2 separate regions of the Hordeum vulgare genome follow, and region 2 is linked to region 1. A link is a contact called in public Hi-C data. All regions are on one chromosome and are shown on one strand. The core of a region is the stretch at or near the end of the contact, and the rest is flanking DNA. Distances in the headings are between cores, read along the strand shown. Region 1 holds the start of LOC123402112 (actin-related protein 3). Region 2 holds the start of LOC123406286.

Region 1 (4,942 bases), core at 1,159-3,658:
TTTATAATCTCTCCCTAATAATAAAGCAACGATTGCTTCTGTCGTCCGTCGTGACAGTTTTAGAAAAACGTCTCCCTGATTTTTCAAAATCAACCCGCGGTCCTCCATTAATTGAAAAAAAAGTTTCATTTTTCCAAAAAAGCCCCTGTCCTCCACCGGTCCAGGGATGGGGTGGATCGGGATGGTCCGTTCCCGATCTGGCTGAGGAGGAGGTCGGCCCGTCGACGGCAGCTCCGGCGTCGGCAAGCGTCGCGGCGGTGGTCAGAGCTGGAGGCGAGGTCGAGGGGCATGTGGGACGGCCGGATCCATGACGATCCGGGCCGGATCTGGCGGTGGGCGCAACGCACCATGCGGCGGGGCGGCGAGGCTGGAGGCGACGGCGCGCGGGGCGGCGCCGTGCAGGAGAAGCTCACGGCCGGGCTGACCGCGGCGGCCGTGACGGCGGCGCTGGTGCTGCCCGAGGTCGCGGAGGCCATTGGTTGTTGTTGATTTATCATCCCTATAATGGTTCTTGACAATTTGCAAGTACGGAGTACATACGGATTAATGGAATCCATGGCTTTTAACAAGTCAAATTCAATGACAATGATTCAGATAAGTATGGAGTTCACGTCCAATTTTACATTTGGCTGTTATGAGAAAATAGTTTGTATATTATGCACCTTGAGGACGAACATCAGAGATTGTGGGGCAAGGATATACGAATATCATTGTGTTTGTAAACTTGTGAAGTATTTGAGAAGCCTCTGTACATTCAACAAAAAAAGACATGTAGGCAGAATCTGGTTAAAGATTTACCTACGTGGCTGCATTCATGACAAGACTACATGATAGTTGTTGGCAAGCTCCTCGATAATTTAGGAAAACCTTCTGTGCAAATTCAGCAGTCCAAGGATTTCATTACATTTCCCCGAATTTATAGTTTCTTACACAGAATTTATAGTTTCTTACACCTGCTTGTACATGAGCAGATGGGTCACTTTATTCAAGTTCCATTATATTTGAGACAAGGAAATTGTTTATTGATGCTTCACGAAGAAGCAAAAATAACATGTTCTTTTTATCTCTCAGGGAGAACATTGGCGTTAATTACAACAGCTTGAAGAGTAGGTTATGTATTTTGTTGATTTTACAAATTGATAATTGCTGCATCACGTACTTAAATGTGATCTTAAGTTTGGAATTTGAGTGAAAACTTTTGCTTAAGCACCTTTTGTGGTTTGAGATTTTCTACATCTTTTGCTTCATGCTTGCTTGTTCTGGCTTTTGCACCATCAGTTTTCCTCTCATCATTCGGTTTACTTTCCTTCTATTTTCTCTCTTTACCTATAGCCGATGGTCCTACTCATTTTAGGAGTTGTTGGACACCAGGGCCTTGTAGTGGAGGGGCCGCTAATGATACTGCACTTCAACACCAGGATTAACGGGGATTTCAGCGGCCACCCCGCCATCAGCTCAACACCAACCGCAGCAGCATGATGGGTGGGCGCCGCGGCCTGATGAGGAAAAAGGTGAACTTTCTTTGCATAGTTTAATACTCCATCTGTTCCTAAATATAAGTCTTTGTAGAGATTTCATTAGTGGACTACATACGGATGTATATAGACATACTTTAAAGTATAGATTCAATCATTTTGCTCCGTATGTAGATCCTTAGTGAAATCGCTTAAAAGACTTATATTTAAGAACGGAGGGAGTATTCAACTTGGATGTTGTTTATTGAAGAAAACCCAAAACAACTTGCGCCTTGATTTTTTTGCTTGCTATTGGTGCAAATTTAACATGTTTGTTTTCGGTCTTTTATGGTCGAACCAAGAAGGATTAAGTGTTTTCTCAATTATTTGTTTGGCAGGCCGGACAAGATGTCATTTATGACCTTCATGCTTCAACTCACTTCCTCAACCTGGCTAACCATAGTTTATGGTACCTGTTTTTTTGCTTTGTAGTGAAGCTCCTGTGGTATTTGCTTTGTACTGAAACTCCCGTTGCAACGCACGGGCAATTGTCGTAGTAAAAAGTTACGTTTTGTAGTAATTGTTTAGGTTGCTTACCAACATGTGACATGTGGTATTTGCTTTGTACTGAAACTCTTGTTGCAACGCACGGCAATTGTACTAGTAAAAAGTTACGTTTTGTAGTAATTGTGTAGGTTGCTTACCAACATGTGACAGGTGGTGATTCTTTTTGTTAGTTTAGTGGCAAATCCACGTCCAGACAGAGGGCTAAAATATTCTCTACTATCGCGTCAGGCCCACCTATCAGCGTAAAAGACGTCCTCCAGGCCCGCCTGTCAGCTGCTAAACGCCGAAATTTGAGTACGTGCCCACTGCTGTGAGTGTGAGTAGTACCGGAGATTGAGGAGAAGGAAAGGCACGAGGCCGTCCGTCGGTGGCGGCGTCGCAATCATCCCGCACGCCCCCACGCCACGCCACGCCACACCGTCACCGCCCGCACCAACCCGAGAAAGAACAACACTGGAGGACACCGGCAGCATCAGCAACCCGCTCTCCACCCCCGACAATCCCAAAGCCAAGCAAAGCAACACCAAACCCAAAGCACAAGCACAAGCACAAGCACAAGCTAATCTCGCTCCAGGTTCCACTCTCCACCACGATTCCTCGATTATCTCCCTTCTTCTCCAAGCTTCTAGTCCCCTCTCGCGCTCTCGACTCCGCACCAACCAGCCCAAGCTCGGCCCCTTCGGTGGCGGTTACTACCACTAGTGCCGGTCGGTGGTGGGATGCCCGCCGCTGCGACGGTGGCTGCCGCCCGCTACCGTTTCCTCCCGTCGCCGACTTTCCTCTCGCCAGGCGCAACCCGGTGGTGCCGCCGGTGACCTCATCTCCGCCCCTGCACCACGATGGACCCCACCTCACGCCCCGCCGTCGTCATCGACAATGGCACCGGGTACGCATCTCTGTCCTTCACGCTTACCAGATCTGCGCGTGGGTCGAACGCGCGATGCTGATCCAAGTAACCGTGGCAGCTACACCAAGATGGGATTCGCGGGGAACGTAGAGCCCTGCTTCATCACCCCCACCGCCGTCGCCGTCAACGAGTCCTTCTCCGACCAGACGCGGGCCACCGCCAAGGGGAACTGGCTGGCGCAGCACAGCGCTGGCGTCATGGCCGATCTCGACTTCCTCATAGGGGAGGAGGCTTTAGCCCGGTCACGTTCCAGCAGCACATACAGCTTGAGCTACCCCATTCGCAACGGCCAGGTGGGTGCCGAATGTTGATGTTATGTTTTGAACTCTCATGTGCGTGCGTGATCTTCGTTAACTTGGGCTGAAAATTAACTGCTCAGGTTGACAACTGGGACACCATGGAGAAGTTCTGGCAGCAGTGCATTTTCAATTACCTCAGGTGTGACCCAGAAGATCACTATTTCCTGCTGACCGAGAGCCCACTGACTCCTCCTGAAACCCGGGAGTACACCGGGGAGATCATGTTTGAGACGTTCAATGTGCCTGGTCTGTACATAGCGGTTCAACCCGTCCTTGCCCTAGCCGCAGGATACACAACAACCAAGGTTAGTCGTCAGAGTTTTCTCTTGTGGTTATTGATTGAGCTTTTAGGATTTCCCGAGCCTGGACTCTGAAACTGGCCATTCAGTATACTTTTACTGTTGTATTGCACATTTCCGACGAGCAAGATTTACAGTGGTTCCCTTTTCGATTACCTCGTTTGTTCTGTTCTGTCAATGTAGAATACTCTAGGTTATGCTATGTGATCTCTTGTCTTGGACATTCAACATGTATTGTGTCCTGGGGAAGACTGAGTACCACTAAGACTTCTTTTCATATTAGATTTGTTACGAAAATGCTATTAAGTGGTGCTTTTCCAGTATCACTACTCCCAAATTTCAGCTACGTACTATAGTTTAGTATTGAGCATCTGAAAATTAATTATCTTCTGCTCATGCCTTGTTCGAGTTACAAATAGATACTTAAACCAGGATTTGTACCTTCATGGAATTGTAGGTTATATGCTGTAGAACCATAAGGTCCACAATTACAAAATGTAATGTTAAACTCACTAGTGTGGGGCATGTGAGCCATTGGACCTTCCCGATTAGACGGCTTGCAAGGACTTAAATCCGTGACAACATTTTATTTAGAAAAGGAGGGTATATACCCCCGGCCTCTGCATCTGGGCGATGCATGCAGCCATTTTATTAATTATTCACAATGACCTTACAAAGTATAATACATCAGTAAGTCTGAAGCCACTATCTTCGCAACACCTGTCGCTCCTATCCCCTTGATGAAGGGGTGCCGAATGACCGAGCCTAATACCAAACAGACATCACACCAAAGCCTAACATCTAAAGCCAGTTGCCCTAGCCCAGCCACAATACCGGGACTAGGTCACACCGGTCTGGCGCACTCTCAGAGGCCGCCGCCGCCGTCTTCCACTGATCCATCTCCAGAGCAGGTACTGACGCACCGACCCTGCCAGGGCCGCCTTCGACGCCACCACGGCGGCAAACAACGCCACCATCCTGCATGTATCCATCCACACGCGCCTGTCGCTGAAACTCCACAGCACCATGCCGCCGGGATCCGTTGTCGGCCTTGCGGTAGATGTAGCACCGCTCCTCCTCTTGTCCCCTCCAGCCAGCTCCTGCTCCAAAACGATGCCCCCAGGAGGGAGAACGACACTGAAGGCGCCGTCATCGTCCGATCCGGTAGACCCAGAGCTAGGGTTTTCCCCGGAACATCCCGATCATGTTGACGCAACTTGCAACGACGATGCCTCAATAGGGGAATGACGTCGGAGAAGCCGTCATCTTCCGCTATGACGGAAGTCGGCGCGATTTTTATCGGAAGTAGTGCCACCATGATCTCGCCGTTGATTGGCTCCGAGATCACCCTCGCCATTTAGACGCACGGTGTCGTCAGAAAGCCGGTTGAGGACCTCTGGCCGCCCCAGCCCTATC
Region 2 (4,307 bases), core at 1,751-4,250, 880 kb after region 1:
ATCACAGATTCTTCGCGATTCAATTCTTCAGCTTCAGACCAATTTCTTCAACCGAAGATATATATTTTTAGGGGTCGATATTCATCAAATATTTCAAACTCCTCAGTGGCTTATAGATCCTGTGTACACTCATAAACACATTAGATACTTAACCTATAAGTCTTCAAACCACCAAAATCACTAAGGGGCACTAGATGCACTTACAATTTAAAATTTAGTACTGTTACTCATAATCATTGATTAAAATTGCGCCAGAAAGGATTTAGCGGTAGCCAGATTTGCAGCGACATTGTAGCCTAAGTCGACATGATCTACCGCCGTCTCCTGCGATTTTGTACTGCATGAAAATCGTGTGGCGATTGCAGCCAAATAGCACTCAATTTCAAAATCGCTCTTATGATTAATATAATATCATTACACTTGGAACTTGGAAACATTTCAAAAGCAAAGCACAATGAAATAATTGTGTGGAACGATTTCTTTTTGCAGCGCAGCATCATTTTTCACATAACAGCACAATCGCATAGTACATTGACCAGTTATATGCTGACATATTGTGGCTTCCAAAATGGACCATACTTACAGTGGCATACCATCAGCATATGAAAAGAGGAGGGATACATGTGCTTACTTTGGTTTCCATGTAGCTCCAAAAAAATGTATTGCATGTCGTAGATTTTTAACTGCCATTCTACTCGCAATTCCACAAGACAATCTATGCCTTCTTTCATAGCAATGAACTCTAGAAACTTGACAATCAAAGAGAAGATAATTTTTCATCAAATTTTCCAGCACTGTAATGAGAAGATAATCATCCATTAATTAATAAAAAAATTGAATCTGAATGTACCTCATCAAATGAAGGTGGCTAAAGTGTGGCCACCTAGCATAGATGTTTCACAGACGCAAGGCCTGAAGAACCACAGAAGTCAGAAGCCTGTTGTGTATAATATGTAGGCATGTCTTCTTCTTACTTCAAGAGCCTCTTGACACTGCCCCAAACCCTTTAAGCTACATGAAGCAACCATGATGTATATCTTGCCTTGAGCATAAGCGAATTATATCAACTGAAAAAACTACACACATGGGGTTTCCAATTGCCAAAGCCAAACATACCACTATTTCAGACATAAATGCGGAACATATATTATATGTACGAATGAATTACTATTACTGATGGTCGACAAAGCAAACTGCTCCTAGAACAATTCATACTATGATATTATGGGCATAAAATAAAGCATTTTGAGAAGCATAGAATTGAGCAAAGAGACCGTGAATTTATTTTGGTACCCTTGTTCTCCAGCTATCACTTGAGGCATCAAAATGTTGATGTGTCATCTCGTGTCCGAAGTAGATTTGAATGATAGGATGCCTGAAAACTATGCCAACATTTTTTATATTAGGACCTTCTTTAAGTAGGTAAGTATTTTTCCGATAACAACTTTGATTTAACATAAAATTAATCAACCGGCATGTCAAAAAATAGAGCTATAGAATTCAGTAAAGTATGTACTCTTGTACTCCCGGATCCTTGTGATTAGAAAAGTAAACTTCCAACGATAGCACTGCCTCTCACGTCCTTTAGCAGCGGGACTCCATCGACTAAATCATGCTGATGTAAAAAGAGAAAGTGATTATTACAGGGCAGTTATAGATTAGCCACTAAGAAAAAAGGCAATCACAAAAGGAAAAATAAGTTGGCATATTTGTCCATTGCTTAGCATAAAGGGAGCGCACAAGCAACCATGCATTTTCTATCACTTATAGATAGCTCGGTTCATGTCTAACACAAACCCATCGCCGACCCGACGCACCTTAAGGCAGATCTTGTTCCTTTGTATCTTGACTGATATGTTGCATAAAAGTGTTGTTTACCATCCATACTAATTAGATTTCAATCAAATTCACCATGCAACTAAGCATATACGATCTCTTATTGTCAGTATTTGGTTCTGCAAAAATAGGTTTAACATGTAAGATCAAGGCTGCTTCTCTGCACACAATTTCCTCGGCAAAGACACTAAAACTTTGCATCATTGAAATGGCGCAAGTGACTTGTTTCAGTTCGGGGTCTTGAAAAAAATCAAACCAACGTACCTCTCCCGGCAACAGCCAGCAATGGTAAACATGTACTGCTCGAGCCTGACCAACTTCCCTTGACCCCATTTACTGTCTGCTATCCATGGTGACAAAGGGAAAAAGCTTCCATCGTACTTAGGTGAGCATCCACGGTTAGGTTTCAAGGGGGATAAGACTCAACGTGGGTGGCCACACGGAGTGTGGATCCCAAGCGGCGGTGGGGAGGCGAGCCACTTCGCTGGGGCGTCCGCGGCCACGTTTCTCTTGCATGGGCGACACAGGGGAACGGTGGCTGCCATCACATTCAGCCTCCTCAACCTTGGGGGAGAGAGCGAGTGCTAAATCCGGCCTGTTGGAGCCTCTCTTTTTCGGATGAACTGATTGTTGGTCGCCGCGAAGGCGCCCTCTACCGCTGCGTGAACAGGAGCTTGTCGCCCAACGCCTCGGCCGGTCACCGAAGTCGCCACCGTCGGCGACCACGTCCCTCAGTTTCTCCTTCTCCTTTTCCTTTCTTCTTTTGTGTCCTCTCACGCTCACACCCTACTCCCTATCTTTCTTTGGATGAGGAGGGCGCCGCGGTCAGTGGAGGAAGCCGACAGATCCTTCGATGCCGAGCCCGGATTCGCCCGTCTTCCTCGTCGGCAGATACCGGCGGCCAGCGTACCCACCCAAATATGTCCCCCTTCCACCCTCCATCAACGCCCACGAGCGCAGCAAGGGTGGCCTCCCTTATGTGAGCACGTGCGCACGACGTCCGCCTTCTCGTCCTTCGTTTCAGGGAGGCCGCCATGGATGGCCAAACGCCCCTTGCGTCGACATGGACCTTCCCCCCCCCCCCCCCCCCCCCCTCCCCCCCCCTCCCCCTTCTCTGCCAGTGGATAAGGAGCACGGGCGGAATTATTACAAAACGCAGGGGTTAATTTGCAAAATCGAAACGTTTTTCTAAATCCACTCACATAGGGACTGCAGGTTGAATACATAAAACTGCAGGGACGTTTTTATAAACGTGCCGCAACGGGTTTTTCGACTGAAATAATAGCCGTTTTAGTATTAGAATAAAGATACAAGGACAAGAGCAAGTGTGATTCAAAGGGATAATCATCTCAATCCCGTAGTACAAACTTAGCAGCAATTAATTTGACATGATCCCTCGGCCCCTCCTGTCAGGTATCCCTCGTGTGTTTGCGCCAGAAGTACGCACGAATCTGTGTGACCATTCGTTGTCCCGTCCCTTTCGTCTTCATTCCCCCTTGCAACCTGCACCCCACCAGCAAACCGAGCTCCTTTCCTTTTCCAAATCTCCGTATTAAACTAACAATCTGAAACCCCTAGCCCCAAGAGCAAGAAACCTCTGCTCCTCCCAGCCAGTGGCTTAGCATCAGATTCCCTCTCTCAGCCTCAGGGCACAGCCAAAACAGCAGTGACAGCACAGGGCGGCTGCGAAGCCAGTCCCACTTTTTCTCGATTTATTGCTAGTTTTCTCGCTTCCCCTTTGGTGCTTGTTCTTGTTTAGTTAGTTAACCGCCCGTACCCACCGCCAATCCCCAGGCCGCCGCCTGCTCTTGCCAAACCCCAACCACCCGCAGCAGTCAGCAGGACCCGCTTTCTCCTGCCTATCTTTGTCTCTTCGGCCTTGGGATTGATTGCTAACGGTTCTTGAAAATTCTTCCTGGAAGCAAGCTCTGTTTTAGTTTTCTCATTCTTCTGCTGCCGTCTTGCCAAGTTCGTGGGGTTGGATAACGTTGCTTGCTCTTGCTCTCGAAGGGGAGGAACTTTCCTTCAGGAAGGGATTGAGCAGAGTCTTGGGTTGACCGGGCTTGTCATGGAGCCATTGACTGGGTTCCGGGCCTCTGTCTGGAGCTGCTTCAAGTTTTTGCCCTTCTTCTGTGGCCTTCTTCTCCTGGGGATCATCAAAGGTGATCACAACGCCTGCTCCTGTCTATATTAGTTCCCTTTGCTTCTCTTTGCTGTCCTAAGAAAGTACTATGGATTAGAATTGCATCAGATGATTATTTTCTACAGAACCATGTGATGAAAAATTTACACATCAGTACCTACTTGTCTATGTTTGATGCGTTTATTAGTTTAAAAATGCAGAATGACTGATTAAACAGGTATTTGTCTGAAGTATTTGGGCTTCATTCCATCATGTGGTTGCTTGCTTGTGTTGATCACCCTGTTATCTTGTATCAATAGGCTTTGCTCTTTTACTTTCTTGGAGCATT

The links. Hi-C and Micro-C count contacts between places; a contact is called where the count stands out from the background.
Region 2: a Hi-C map of leaf shows a contact between it and region 1, with 4 times the contacts expected there. The contact joins the promoter of LOC123406286 here to the promoter of LOC123402112 in region 1. A contact is called at or near these places in 3 of 6 Hi-C or Micro-C datasets (leaf and seedling).

What each region holds. Positions count from the first base shown.
Region 1 is chr6H:333,745,518-333,750,459 of MorexV3_pseudomolecules_assembly, forward strand. It overlaps LOC123402112 (actin-related protein 3), which reads left to right and starts at 2,409. Exons shown (of 10, transcript XM_045095993.1): 1 at 2,409-2,907; 2 at 2,987-3,221; 3 at 3,308-3,532. The coding sequence starts at 2,861.
Region 2 is chr6H:334,620,248-334,624,554 of MorexV3_pseudomolecules_assembly, forward strand. LOC123406286 reads left to right here and starts at 3,001. Exons shown (of 10, transcript XM_045099774.1): 1 at 3,001-3,998. The coding sequence starts at 3,905.